2 separate regions of the Zea mays genome follow, and region 2 is linked to region 1. The links are chromatin contacts, called in public Hi-C maps. All regions are on one chromosome and are shown on one strand. The core of a region is the stretch at or near the end of the contact, and the rest is flanking DNA. Distances in the headings are between cores, read along the strand shown.

Region 1 (7,518 bases), core at 2,622-5,121:
CTCTCCCACGCGGACGCTTGTAACCCCCTACTGCAAGCGCACCCGACCTGGGCGCGGGACAAACACGAAGGCCGCGGGTTTCCCCTTTACGCCTGTCTCCCTCTGGTTTCCCCCCTTCGCAGTCTCGCGCCGACCCATCTGGGCTGGGGCACGCGGCGACAATTTACTCGTCGGTCCAGGGACCCCCCGGTGTCGAAACGCCGACAGGTCTCGAACCAAGAAGACTCAAAAAACTTTCGGGTCGTGTCGTGCTAGACCAAAGAGTAAAGACAGTGGCTCAGGCCGACCCTAAAGCTACATCGTGCCTTTGTCTGGCCGTGTCGGCCTAAACTTGGCTCATATATTTGAACCACATAAAGTTTAAATATTACAACCACATGAAGTCCATGACTTACTAAATTAAAGGTATTAAATAATGAGATCATCATTTGGTCACATAAAGTATAAATATTACAACATATAAGTCCATAGGTTACTAAATTAAAGAAATTAAACAATATAGACTTCATCAGGTCGTGTCGGTCCAAGCTCGATCCATGTGTGCGGGCCATGTCGGGGGACTGATGGGCCAGAATTTGAGACCCGATCTAGGCTCGTCTGAGAGTCGTGCTAGTCCGGTCCATATTATTTCGTGCTGGATCATGCTTCGATCTCCTGTTTTTGAGCCATGCTTGTGTTGGTTTCTCTCCCCTTTTAGTCTTGGTGGGAGTTTTAGTCTAATAGTTCTAATCTATCTTTATACATGCCTTGCCGACCAAGTGAACTCTCGTGCAAGAGTGTGGCGTGGTTAGCTTAGGTGAGTCTTACCAGCGATCGGATCTCCATCCATCTGTTAGTTCTATCTCTCGTTTCCGTCTGTTCTATCTCTTGTTTTTTATAGCGCATGAGAAGAGAGAGGTTACACGAACATAAAATTCCACTTGCTACTACCTACCTTATTCTTACCATGTTCTTGGAATCATACACTCATACTGGGGCCCATACCCTCAGTCGGGCCCCATTGTTCGAGATGTCTTTCTCTAGGGTGGATGCCATCCCTGCCGTAGGGGCAAAATGACAGGAGCTAAAAATTGAGTTTCCTCGTTCGGAGAAAATAGCCCTCATATGATCTCTTTTCTATCTTAGATGTTATTATTAGGCTACTCTCGATGAGAGTTTGATTGCATTATTACCAATACTACCACATCATCAAGACCGAGATGAAATAAAGAATAAAACATACTCTCTCAATATAAAGTTTCGACTACAATGCCAATTAAGTGTAGCATCTAAATAGCCAATAGAAATGTATGAAATGAATGGAGATTAAACAATTTGTTCTCAATAGTGGTTTCATGCGTTTTCCAATGTCTTGTAAATGAGTTGACATGTTTTCATAGTGATGAAACAAGTTCTATTCATTTCATAATAAATATGATGCCATATCAACAAAAATCTGATATGGCATTCTAATTATTATATGAAACTTGTCACCAAACTATACATTGAGAATGACCTTATCATGTCCAACTTCTTCAACAATGAAATAGGGCGCCCATTGGTTAAAAAAAAGAAGGTATTGGCGACTACGCCAAAACAATTTGGGTCTATTTGGGAGACAATTATTTTTATACTTCCTCTCACCTAAATTAGTATTTATTTTAGCTCTTGATTTTTACGTCTATATTCAAATAAGCAATGATAAATATAGACCCGTATATAAAATACATAAATTAAATTAAGTATCGTGTGAATCCATTAAAACCCCAAAACGAATTTTAATTTAGGACAGAGATAGTACTTTATAAGCAATACCATGGTTCATAGAAATATTGTAGTATATTATACTATGAGGTGTTTGGTTGTATTTCTAAAGACTGCATTTTCAAAACCGTGTATTATAGATACCATGATATTTTTATAGATAGGAAACTTCACTCAAATCCAAAAATTTTAAGACATGTCTAGCTTTTGCTGAATACCATGATTATAACGTTGTATCTAAACAATAGATAATATTTTTGAAGATGGCTAAAATTATGGTATTATCATGATAATTACAAAGTATAGTATTTTAAAAAACCATGATGCTAAAATACAGTTACTGAACAGGATCCCAACCATTGGCACGGTTACTCCACGACAAAGGAAGAGAGTGCATGCCTGGCTACTGCACAGTGCATCTCGGGCGACGACACAGGGCCCCTAACTTTTTTGGGCCTCAAAATTTTGAGTTTTTTAATATAATTAATTTAAGAAGGTAAATATTGTTTGATATTTTGTAAAATGATCGGCAAATTCTTGACTTTAAAATAGATAATATGAGAGGATAAGAATATGATAATAGATCAAATATAAAGAGCCCATTTTAGACTATTTTTTATCACTATGTACTATAGGTTATAGCGTCTACTTTTATGTTTTGCACCAGGGCCTAAAAAACTCAAAGACGGCCCTGATAGTGGAAACTGAATTCTGCCCGATGCAGGTTGCGGCATGTTAGACACACAATGAAAAAGGACCATACTGCTCTCGTGAATCTGCATTCGAAAAAGAGATATATGGTTTCTTCAAGATGACAGAAGCAGCAGGTGCTATTACCTATCCAATTGCGCCTAGCTAAATTATCTTTCGTGAGTAGCACACTTCTATGGAGGTACCAAAGAAAGACTTTGACATTGAGAGGTGCTCTAATCTTCCAAATACTTTTGTTCAGATTTGGGGAGCCCACCCGAATCAGGGCATGGTAGAATGATTTCACCGAGAAAATACCGGAAAATACCGTTATGTGTTAGTTTCGAGTGAAATGTTCAGGTTCTGACCTTATGGTGAGGTTAGCAACGCGAGGAAGTAATCTATTCCAAGCTACTAACTTGTTCCCTACTAAAGCCCTTCGTCAAGAAATATTTGGTGGGGAGGAACTGAGTACATCGGCAATAGTGGCCTTTTTAGCTCTGGCGATATTATAAAGACAATAATATTAGGCTCTCAAGGGCGTAGATCCCAACCATATGTCATCCCAGAACTGGACCTGTGTGCCATCCTGTGGTATTCTAGATACCATGTTGTTTTAATAGATTGAAAAATCCACTCAAACCTAAAAAATTCAAGACATGACTAGCTTTTGTCAAATATCATGGTTATAACGTTATATCTAAACAATACTTTTAAACAATACTGTGGTATTCTAGATACCATGTTGTTTTAATAGATTGAAAAATCCACTTAAACCCAAAAATTTCAAAACATGACTAACTTTTGTCGAATACCATGGCTATACCATAGCTATAACGTTATATCTAAACAATAGGTAATATTTTTGAAGATGGCTAAAATTATATTACTATTATGACAATTACAAAGTATAGTATTAAAAACATGTTTTAAAATATTGTTACTGAACATGCCCTTTACCGTTGGTATGGTTACTCCACGACAAAGGAAGAGACTGGAAACTGAATTCTGCCCAGTTCAGTAATCAGTAATCACCAGTGATATGAACGTATCTTGATTAGTTTAAAAACATTCTGACATGGAACGTTTTGGTCTAGATTCTAGCTTAGCTTAAACAAACAAGGTGCTAATATAGTCGCCTGCATTTGCGGCTACGTTTCTTTCTCAAAAATACCACTCTGTTGTCTTGGAGACGTTGTTATGGGTACCTTGTTTCTCAGTGGTGAACGGTGGGCGTGCCTGTTTTTTTAAAAAATAAAGTTCATAAATAACCAGCAAAAAAACTTTAGCAGAGCACGCAATGAGAAAGAAATCAAGGGTTCAAACCGCAACCCTGATTTTTTTTCAGGAAACAGTTAAATAAACTAATCACCGCAATTCAAGAACGCCACACCATGGCGATCGAAAGCTAAATAAACTAATCATCGAATAAAAACGGACTCCTCAGCACCGCACCCATACATAGGTGCCGGACTCGTCCCAGCGAAGAACCGGACGAGCGAGCAAGAGGCCTCCTCCTCAAGCTTCGAATCCTCCCCTTCCGCGCTTTCCCTCCCCCTCCTCCTCCTCCCCTTTCCAGTCCCCACCCCAGCGAAGCTTCCAAAGCCGCCCCAACCCCAACGGCCGCCCGGCCCGATCGAGCAGACAGCTGCCGCGGCCCTCCCCGCCCCGCACGCGACCTCGGAGCCATGGAGAAGTACGAGCTGCTGAAGGACATCGGCGCCGGCAACTTCGGCGTGGCGCGGCTCATGCGGAACAAGGAGACCAAGGAGCTGGTCGCCATGAAGTACATCCCCCGGGGCCAAAAGGTCCGGCGCTCTGGACTGGTGGAACCGAGTACCGACGAGCTCCCGAGACGGGTTCGCGTGAGATCCAGGGCGTTTGCTGACATGTGAATCGCTCGTTTGCGCTTGCAGATCGACGAGAATGTGGCGAGGGAGATCATCAACCACCGCTCGCTGCGCCACCCCAACATCATCCGGTTCAAGGAGGTCGGCGAAAAACGCGATGTTTTGTGTTTGTGTGTGTGTGTTGCCCGGTGAAGGGCTTGTGCTAAAGCTCGTTTCCTCCTGCAGGTGGTGCTGACGCCGACGCACCTGGCGATCGTGATGGAGTACGCCGCCGGCGGCGAGCTGTTCGACCGGATCTGCAACGCCGGGAGGTTCAGCGAGGACGAGGTGAGGACCGGTTGCTTGCCCGAATCACGCATGCCGGGGGATGGGATTCCTTTGTGCTGGTAGTAATTCGTGTGAATGCTGGCTGACTGCGACTGTGCTGTCCTTGCATTGCAGGCGAGGTACTTCTTCCAGCAGCTGATTTGTGGCGTCAGCTACTGCCACTCCATGGTAAATAAAAGATAACGAAAAAAAAAGAACGACTTTTTTCTTTCTTTCAGCAAACAGCGACGTGTCCAAAACGCGAGATTATTTTTTTTTCTTGTGGATTTGCAGCAAATCTGCCACCGAGACTTGAAGCTGGAGAACACGCTGCTGGACGGCAGCCCGGCGCCTCGCCTCAAGATCTGCGACTTCGGTTACTCCAAGGTCTGTTCGTCCTCCTCGGTTTTTTCTTCTTCTAAAAGCAGACGGACTTTCCGTCAGAAGGCGGCGGCCCCCTTTCCAGCTTTGCTTGCTCTGCTCTGCTGCTCACCCGAGAATGCTCCTCTGCCTGCCTATGGAACCTGTTCATTTTCTCTTGCGTTGCGTGACACACTGAACCTGCTTGAAGAAAGTATCGGTGGACGTCGCACTCATAAGTAACTGACGCCTACTTTCTTCTCCACCGTGGTCCTTTTGGTTGCAGTCGTCGCTGCTGCACTCGAAGCCCAAGTCGACGGTCGGCACGCCGGCGTACATCGCCCCCGAGGTGCTCTCCCGCCGGGAATACGACGGCAAGGTCAGTCTCGCGCTCTCGCTAGCAAACTCCCCCCTCGTCAGATTCTCTCCTCTCTCTCTCTCCCTCCCCTGAGACGCGGCAAAGTGGGCCCTCCTCTGTCCCAGTGACGATCCTGTCTCGCTTGTCGTGAGCCTGCGTACGAGCACGTGCCGCCCCCTTGGAGTCCACGTAGACGCGGGTCTCAATGCCATCCCCCGGACTGTAGGCAGGTATACACCAGGTCCATATGCGACCACACTAGTGTCAGCATTCAGCATTGGGGCCCATAGCAAAAAAAAATAGATACTCTAGTACTGCTATCAGTGTCCATACACCGGGCTCAGACCCGTGTGTAGCAGGTCCATAGACCAGTGGGTCCCCCTGGGCGCAGCGGGTCTGGCGGACGGTGGGATTTGGGATTTGTCCGAGACTGAGATTTGCCCGCCCGTGGCCGTGGGCACCGAGCAGTGGGCCCGGCGAGCATCGTGATTCGGCTTCACACGCCGTCGCAGTCGCAGTGCGCACGCCGCATGATTCGGCTTCAGGTACGCTGGCAGCAGGCTGCATGCAGTGCTGCTCTGTGCTGTGGCCTGCCGCCTGCCGCCTGCCGCGCTGCCGGGGCTCGGGACGAACAGGAACAGACCGTGCGATGGACGGGGCCGGGAGACCATGGCTGACTCTCACATAGTGTGTGTCACTACTAGCTCCTGTTGCTGCTGCTCCTGTAGAGGATGCAGTTAGATGCTTTAGATTCCCATCTAAATTTGACCTGTTACAACAGGCGGAATTAGTACTAGACTAGTGTTACTGTAGTACCCCAGTCACCCCGAGTGGGTTGAGTTGAAAAACAAGAGAGAAATCATTCTGGAAACAAAAAAAAATGCATAAAGAGATCATGGAAGGATATGCATGTTCCTTCCCATGTGAAGCGATTTGGACATTCACATCCTCTTGTTTCTCCGGCGATCACACATCACGCTTGATGGTGATGCACCTGCTTTTCCCTGCACGCCACACACATCCCAAAGCCCTCACGCTTGATACTCTGTAGATACAGATATTGTTCGTGAGTGCTGCATGATTTTAGTGAGGTTGAAGACCAGCGAATGGCTGGCGAGGAGGAAGTGTCACTTTGTAAATAGGAGCATGCAACATTCAAAATATCTTCATAAGAAATTTGAAAGGAACAGACAAGAAAACATTACGTGAATCCATACTTTCCCTGTGACAAGCTGGTTGGGATAGCGCACAACAAGTTCTCTTTTTTTTTAGAGGTTCAATCCATACTTGATGAGCTGATGTCCTTTTTTTTCGTAAACATTTTACCATCATGGTTTTAACTGACCGATGTCTATCACAAGAGGCCCTCGGCCCTCAGGCGCAGTCCTTTCAAGCAGTCATGTTAGACTGAAATGAACCGCTCTGGTTGGCCTCTTGTGGTCCTTTGAAGCTGTTTTCTACTCCCCCTTTTCCTTTTTCTTTTTTATCGCTGTCAGCTACCGGGAAACAGTGCCTGCATTTCGTTGTATCGCTCCCCCAACAAACCTATACCAGTCTACTCTTCTGCTTCCGTTTCTCCTTTCCAGCACTGCAAAATTGGTTGCATTTGCTTGTCAGAATTCAGAAACGGTATGATGCCTTTGGACTATCTCCAGCAGCTTACCCATTCCCATCCTCATATTCAAACTCAACTTTGCAAACAGTGTAGTATAAGTGTTTTGGGTGACTATAGCTCATTGTGTTTTTGTTTTGTTGATTTGGAGAACATCGTCCCTTCAAGACTGTGCAAAGAGACCACAGTGACGTTGAGATGGCCAAACAGGCCGCCCGGCCCGGACCGGGCCCGGTGAAGCCCGGTCAAAAACCGGGCCGGGCCTGCTGAGCCATCGGGCTTAATTTTCTGTCCAAGCCCGGCCCGTGCGGGCCTAAACGGGCCGGGCCGGCCCGTTTAGCACAAAAATGGGCCGAAAAGCGGGCTAAACGGACCGGTAAGCACATTTTAGTGTAAAAAACGAGCTTAGAGGTAAACGGGCCGGGCCGGGCTAGCCCGCCGTGCCTAGTTTCCTGTCCAAGCCCGCCCGCTTATTCTACCGTGCCGGGCTCGGACCGGGCCCAAAAAGCGGGCTTCGTGCCGGGCTCACGGGCCTCGTGCTTTTTGGCCATCTAACCATACGGTGCCCACTCCTACTTCATAAAGTTCTCTGTCCGTTT
Region 2 (7,518 bases), core at 3,424-5,923, 430 kb before region 1:
GCGGAAGAGCCAGCGCGGGCTGGCGGTGGCGGTGGTGGGCGACAAGGTGCCGCTGTACGGCGGCGGGTCGGGCCTGAGCAGCACCGCGACGACGCTGCCGCCGCCCAGGAAGCGCGCGCCGGCGGTGGTGGTGCCGCCGCCGCCCGTGCCGCTGCAGCTGGCGGTGCGGCTGCGGTCGCGCGCGTTCGTGCTGGGCAGGCTCGTCGCCCCCAAGTTCTACACCGAGGCGCGGTGCCGCGTCACCATGGACCAGACCAGGCTCGGCAGGCCCGTCTCCCTCGCCAAGGCCTGCACCTACACCCACTAGCTAGAGCGAAAGCGAAACACGCGCGCGCGCGCGCCTGCTGCCCTCGCCGTTTTGTTCTTCACTTGAGTTCTCTCTCCGTCGTCGTTATACTACTACTACCGCCTGCGTGTGCTTGCGTGCGTGCGTTACATTTGGATGCATGGGGCCATTGTTGCTCGGTTGTTGTCATGTATGTACAGAGGATTTCTTTTTTTTTCTTTTTCTTTTTTGGTGTTGGAGAGTTTTCATTGTTGCTCGCTTCTTGTTCTCCTTCGTGACCAGCTTCGTGTAGATCTGACTCTTGCTGAGATATAACTGAAGCGCATCCGTATCACTGCTGTGCCAAGTCGCAGTGGCACACGTAAAGGATGGATGCGGGTCGTACATTAATTAAGTAGCGCAGTAGCTAGACCTGTTCTACCGATCCTAGCGCATTGAAGCGGGCAGGGTTCAGATGTGCCGAGCGAAGGCGTCAGGGGCATGGAGCTCACATGGACACTGTCTCGGACAGCCAGAGATCGCGGAGCTCGTATCCTATCCTACGATATCGATATATAGTAGCCCCTGTGGGAGAGTGTCTCTCCTTGGGGCTAGGCTAACTCGGGTCGGGCGGCGTTTGCCGTGCCGGCAAGCCACCTCTGTCATGGTGAAGTTGATGAAGGCATAACTGTTGTTCGTCTCCTTCCTAAAATTCATTGACAGGTAAGACCAACTCCAGCAGACTCCCTCTCCGTATCCGTATTTAGCACGGCCAACAGTCTCTCCTCTCCGTATCCGTCCCCGTTTCCAGCAGACTCCGTATTTGCACTCCGCATGCAGTCTATGACAGCTGGGCCCCGCGAGCAGCCGCGAGCGCATGCAGTCTTGTGCGGAGAGGAGAGAGAAACCGTGGAAAAGAGGAGTGCAGGTACACGGCGTGTGTTTTGCGGAGACGGATGCGGAGGCTGCTGGAGAGCGAAATAGTGACTCAGAGCGTGTATAATGCGGATGCGGAGTGGGATAGGGAGTGTTGCTGGAGTTGGTCTAAGGGAAGTCATATCGTGATTTTCCCCTATTGCCGGATGCGGAGAAAGGAGGGCCAACTCCGACAGACGCGAGTAGCAAGATAGAGAGAAAGTCCCTCCATTTTTTTTGGTTTGATGTTTTCTAGTCTAAATTTGCACTATCCAACGTTATAAAAACAAATGGAGATAGTAGAAAATATGTTTTTATGATTGAAAATCCACTTAACGTGTATCAGTTTTGACACGCAAAGTCTAATTTTTGTCCCTCTTCACTTATACTTTGATTTTTATGGGACAAAATAGTATCTTTAATGTATCCTTTATGCATAAAACTTATTGGTCTAAACCAATTTATTTATTTGTTGGCACATTTTTGTAGTGTCAGTAGTCCACATTTCGCGTTGGGGGGCACATATGATTTCTTCCAACACATTTTGCAGGGCCATATATCTTTCGTTGGTCCCTCGTCACTTCGTCAGACCGTGTCATCGTGCGCGCGCCCTGGGCCCTGGCCAGTCGCGCCCAGCCCATCCGACCCGCCACCCGCAGTTGGCCCGTCATGCACCTCCGGGCTCCAGCCCTCCACGCTCTGCTCCCAGAGACTCAGGTGCCTGCCCCATCACAAGGCCACACCTATTGCCAGCATCGCTGCAAATTATATACGGAGACAAGAAATCGAGGAAGAGAGAAAGTGCCGGGGATAGAAGAGATGACGAAATTTAAGAAGCGTTTGGATGAATGCCTAACTTGTCATAATTTATCATATCTAAAGTTAGTCAGATTTAATCGAGGATCTATTTGGTTCAATTTTCTAAAAATATAATTCTAACTATAAGTTGTGAAAAAAGCTACTACGTGTTGATGATTGTGAAAAAACTAAAATATATTTGGTTTAAACAACTCTCAACTATAGATTCTGCGAGACCATGATAGCTTTGTAATAAGGATGACTAGAATTTAGAAAATCTAAGATAGGAGGTGACTCTAAATTGAACTAGCAGAATCTATAGTTTTTTAGGAAACCTATTCTGATTAATCCTAGACAGATGTAATAGAAAATATATGACAATCTTGATAATATAGCAGCTACTTAGGTTTTGGAGTTGGGACTACCCTAATACACAACTTTTCTCCTTTTGGTCTTTTTCCCTCTCTACATAAAGAAAGAATAAACATCTTTTTCTATGCTAGGAACATAAGGTTACGAACACTTTTCTTGTGACAGTTTGGTAGTTCCGTTCTTTAAACTGGGCCCAGATAGAGGGACAATGTTGGGCTAGGCTTATAACCTTTTTTTTTCTCTTCATATCCTTTCATTCTCTTTTTTCCAACTTCTTAGCATCTTAAAGATTTGTCTTTTGGATAAAGGAAACCTCTATCAAAACCAAGACAACTACATGGAGCCATTGAGGCATAACCACGACACATGCTTCCCAATCTTTGATTTTTTTTTTTTTGGTCTTGGTTTGTAAAAGTTGTCCTGGACCATATAACCTGAGAGTTGGAAGTAAGCATCAAACTTTGCTTTAGAGCGCATACGCATGAAGCGCACAGTTTGTTATTAATATACTACCTCCGTTTTTTTAGTTGTCGCTGGATAGTTCAATTTTGCACTATCCAGCGACAACTAAAACGAAACCGAGGGAGTATTTGCTTAATCTTTAGATAAGGTCTATAGAAACAAGAGCGGCCAACCCTGACCCTTTTTTTCATTTTTTTAATCGTTGGTGGTGGCCTTGTGTCCACAGCAAGCAAAAGCCGCACGCTTGACACACACCAACCGCGCTAAGAGTTAGTAATCGACCTAAGCAGAGCATCATCGCCACCCTTCACCTTTGCATCATGCTGCCGTGCCGGCCTCCTCGCTTCATAATCACACACCAATGATCAGTAATCGCCACTGGAAAAAAAAAAGAGAGAGAGAGAGGCTTTGCCAGGACAGTTGCCACCCTTTACAACCAATGCTACTATGGTGCCGTATCAAATAGCTCCGTGAATCATTTGTTCACATCGCGAGTCGAGAACCGAACACCATCCATATAGGTCATCTTCACTCTCCCGCCTTCTATTTTAAACTTCACTCTATAAACAATAAACTCTATTATGCAAAAGAGTGTTTTGTACCGGCGTGTACAAGTTCCGAGTCCCGACGGAGTCAGCCTAAACAGTGATACCAATCTCCTGTACTTGTGTCCAGCTGCATGTATGGAGCTATCTCGCAATTACGAGTGCACTGTGCCGTATACGCAGTGAGTTCACAGGAAGCGAAGTTTGGAGTAACCGAACTGTGGAACAGTGCGATGGCAGGTTTATATATATATATATATATATATATATATATATATATATATATATATATATATATATATATATATATATATATATATATATATATATATATATATATATATAGGCACACACACATACACATACTGATTTGATTTGGAGCTCACAGGCAGCAAGCAACCGATCGATCCCTGATGATCTGTACAGTGCCGGGCTGTTGGTTGATGTGTTGCCATGCCATCGTCGTCAGGAATTAGAATCTGTTACGCTAGAAACTCGGGATCGATGAATGTGCGTGCGACCGCGCTGCGCTGTTCCGCCTGGAATCTTTGCCCTACTCACCAAAGTTTCAGTTCAGACAGACATGTAGTAGTAACTAATTGTTCAGAAACCCAGAGCAAGGAAAAGAAAGGAAAGAAAGATCGACGGCCTCAAAAAAAAAACTGCCTCTAAATTCCGGGCCGCGTCGTCGTCAGTGGTTGCAGAGTTCGTTACGCGAGAAGAGTAAATTGAATGGAGAATGCAACCCGGAATCGGAGCCCGTCACCACGCGAGCCGGCGAGAGAGAGAGAGCTCAGAACTGAAGCAAGGACGACGCGGTCGTCACGCTGCACTGTTCCAGGCCCCAGAGGTCTCACTCACTCAGTCACCGGTCGCTCTCAGTGCTCGCTGCCCGCCTATATATCTAATTATCTATCATCCAGTCCAGTCCGGCGGCGAGAAGGCGGCCGGCGGTGGTGGAGCACAAGGCCGGAGAAAAGGAGCACATCATGAAAGGAAGGGAAGGCAGCTATGACCGCAGCACGTACCGAACACCATCCCTCCAATCCCTGAATGCATGCCATGATGCCAGCCTGCAGCCTGAGTGAGTGCACGCAGCACCCACAGGCCACAGTAGGCAGCACAGCACTGCATGACTGCGCTGTTGTTTTCCATGCTCTGCTGTTCCTGCCTGTTGCGCAGCGGTTCCACGCGATCGTATCAACAGGAAACAGATAGCACGTCCATACCCAAATGGCGCCCCCGCTTCTTTCTTTCCTGCATCTCTTTGAGGTGGCGATAAGTCGATAACGGCAGTTGGCTCAGCAGGACAGGACAGCAGCTTGGCTTGAAAGTGGAAAGCACTAGTCTGCAATTGCGTAACGAACTGACTGGCGAGTAAACAAGGTGTGTGTGTGTGTGTGTGTTAGCAAGCACTGTAAAGGCAGGAGAATAAGAGCGGCGCTGCCGTGGGCGGAAAGCAAGTCTGGCGACATGGACGCGCACCAGACGCCGATTACATATATATAGTTTACATATGCACAGTACATTGCTTTCGTGAAAGGCTAATGGCACTGTACAATGATTGCAACGTCAACAGACATGCAGGCCACCCATGGGGCCGTTCCTGACTTTTCAGGGACCCAATACGAAATCCGATATTGAGGTCCTACCCACACACAAATATATATAATTATATATATATATATATATTATCAAATATTTGACATATAAAAATTATTATGCACTATTTTGAAGTTTATAAGATAACAAATGTAAAATATAGCAAAAAACACTTGTTATCTGATATTATTAAAAATATCTTCTAACATTTTGTGATACAAAGTCATCTTTTATATCATTGAGATCAATCTGATCCAACAACTTTTTTCCGATATATAAAATCGTCAAGCCATTTAACATCTTTTGAGTTATTGTTGACCAAAAATAGTTAAAAAACATTTCAATTTTTAAAAGCTTCTCTCTGCCGAAGCAACCATCATATGTATAGTTTATAATACTCTCCCTATATCAAAATAGAATTTGTTTTGCTTCTTTAGTGGATTCATCATCATCAATATAAACATAAAAATCAAGAACTAAAACAAATACTATTTTGAAACGGATGAAGTATTCGATAAGTAATTGAGACAGTTTAAAAATATAAGCGAGACTAGTCGATAACTCGATAGCGCATCACTTCTTTACGTATTTGTGCCTATAATAGATGTGTTCAATAGAAAAAATGCTACCATACAATAGCTGGGGGCCTGTATTTTTTTGGGCCCGTGCGGCCGCACCCTCTGCACCCCACGGCCACAGGTACGGCCCTGGCCACCCATGGCCGCCATGGGATCCATTATATAATGTGTGTGTGTTTGTACTATCCACTGCACCGGCGAGACGCGACGGCGAGTGCTCTCCACTTGTAGCATCCACTCACTCAACTCTCCACTCCGCTGATGATGATGCATAAGAAGCGGCAGCTCTGAGCCCAAGCGTCGATTCAGCTCAGCGCGCAGCTCACTTCATCCGGCGTCGATTCAGCTCAGCGTACCAGTTGGGGCTGCCTCTGACGCCCGCGATCATGTTTCCCGCCGCGCCGTTCGGGGCCATCAGCCTCTTGCTGCTGGCGTGCGCCGCTGCGGCTGCGGCGGCGGACGGTGAGCGTCGACCGTACATCGTCCGCATGGACGCGGAGAAGATGCCGGCGCCGTTCGTGGAGCACGAGGGGTGGTACCGCTCGGTGCTGTCGTCGCTGCCGTCCGGCGCGGCGCCGCCGGTTCACCTGTACACGTACACGCACGTCATGCACGGGTTTAGCGCGGTGCTCAACTCGCGGCAGCTGGAGGAGCTCAAGGGCGTGGACGGGCACGTGGCCGCGTTCCCGGAGACGTACGGCCGGCTGCACACCACGCACACGCCGGCGTTCCTCGGGCTGGTGAGTGGCGGCTCGGGCGTCTGGCCGGCGTCCAAGTACGGCGACGGCGTCATCATCGGGATCGTCGACACGGGCGTCTGGCCCGAGAGCGAGAGCTTCAGCGACGCCGGCATGGGCCCCGTCCCGGCGGGGTGGAAGGGCGCGTGCGAGGCCGGCCAGGCGTTCAGGGCCTCCGCGTGCAACCGGAAGCTCATCGGGGCGCGCTCTTTCAGCAAGGGCCTCAAGCAGCGCGGCATCACGGTCTCGCCCGACGACTACGACTCGCCGCGGGACTACTACGGCCACGGCTCGCACACGTCGTCCACGGCGGCCGGCGCCGCCGTCGGCGGCGCGAGCTACTTCGGCTACGCCAACGGCACGGCCACCGGCATCGCCCCGAAGGCCAGGGTGGCCATGTACAAGGCCGTGTTCTCGGGAGACACGCTGGAGTCCGCGTCCACCGACGTGCTGGCCGCCATGGACCAGGCCATCGCCGACGGCGTCCACGTGATGTCGTTGTCTCTGGGGTTCCCCGAGACGTCCTACGACACCAATGTGATAGCCATTGGGGCCTTCGCCGCCATGCGGAAGGGCATCTTCGTCGCGTGCTCGGCCGGGAACGACGGCTCCGACGGGTACACCATCATGAACGGCGCGCCCTGGATCACGACCGTCGGCGCCGCGAGCATCGACAGGGACTTCACCGCGACCGTCACGCTCGGCAGCGGCGCGGCCGTCCAGGGCAAGTCGGTGTACCCGCTGAGCACGCCGACCGTCAGCGCGAGCCTCTACTACGGCCATGGCAACAGGAGCAAGCAGAGGTGCGAGTACTCCAGCCTGAGAAGCAAGGACGTGAGGGGGAAGTACGTGCTGTGCACCGGCGGCCCGAGCACCGAGATCGAGCAGCAGATGGACGAGGTGCAGAGCAACGGCGGCCTCGGCGCCATCATCGCGAGCGACATGAAGGAGTTCCTCCAGCCGACGGAGTACACCATGCCGCTGGTGCTGGTCACCCAGCCGGACGGCGCGGCCATCGCCAAGTACGCGACGACGGCGGCAGGGTCAGCCAGAGCCGGAGGAGGGGCGCCCAGGGCGAGCATCCGGTTCGGCGGCACGGCGCTCGGCGTCAAGCCGGCGCCGACCGTGTCCTACTTCTCCGCCCGCGGGCCGGGCCTGATCAGCCCGACGATCCTGAAGCCGGACATCGTCGCGCCGGGGGTGGACATCCTCGCGGCGTGGGTGCCCAACAAGGAGATCATGGA

Evidence for each region. Hi-C and Micro-C count contacts between places; a contact is called where the count stands out from the background.
Region 2: a contact with region 1 is called in a Hi-C map of leaf, with 9 times the contacts expected there. The contact joins the promoter of LOC103646447 here to the promoter of gpm300 in region 1. A contact is called at or near these places in 3 of 25 Hi-C or Micro-C datasets (bundle sheath, ear and leaf).

What each region holds. Positions count from the first base shown.
Region 1 is chr2:52,740,149-52,747,666 of Zm-B73-REFERENCE-NAM-5.0, reverse strand. It overlaps gpm300, which reads left to right and starts at 3,871. Exons shown (of 9, transcript NM_001155635.2): 1 at 3,871-4,241; 2 at 4,350-4,424; 3 at 4,509-4,610; 4 at 4,725-4,778; 5 at 4,884-4,976; 6 at 5,236-5,328. The coding sequence starts at 4,122.
Region 2 is chr2:53,174,093-53,181,610 of Zm-B73-REFERENCE-NAM-5.0, reverse strand. LOC103646447 (subtilisin-like protease SBT1.7) reads left to right here and starts at 4,673. Exons shown (of 1, transcript XM_008671183.4): 1 at 4,673-7,518. The coding sequence starts at 5,924. LOC100383970 reads left to right here. Exons shown (of 2, transcript NM_001176583.1): 2 at 1-502. The coding sequence ends at 307.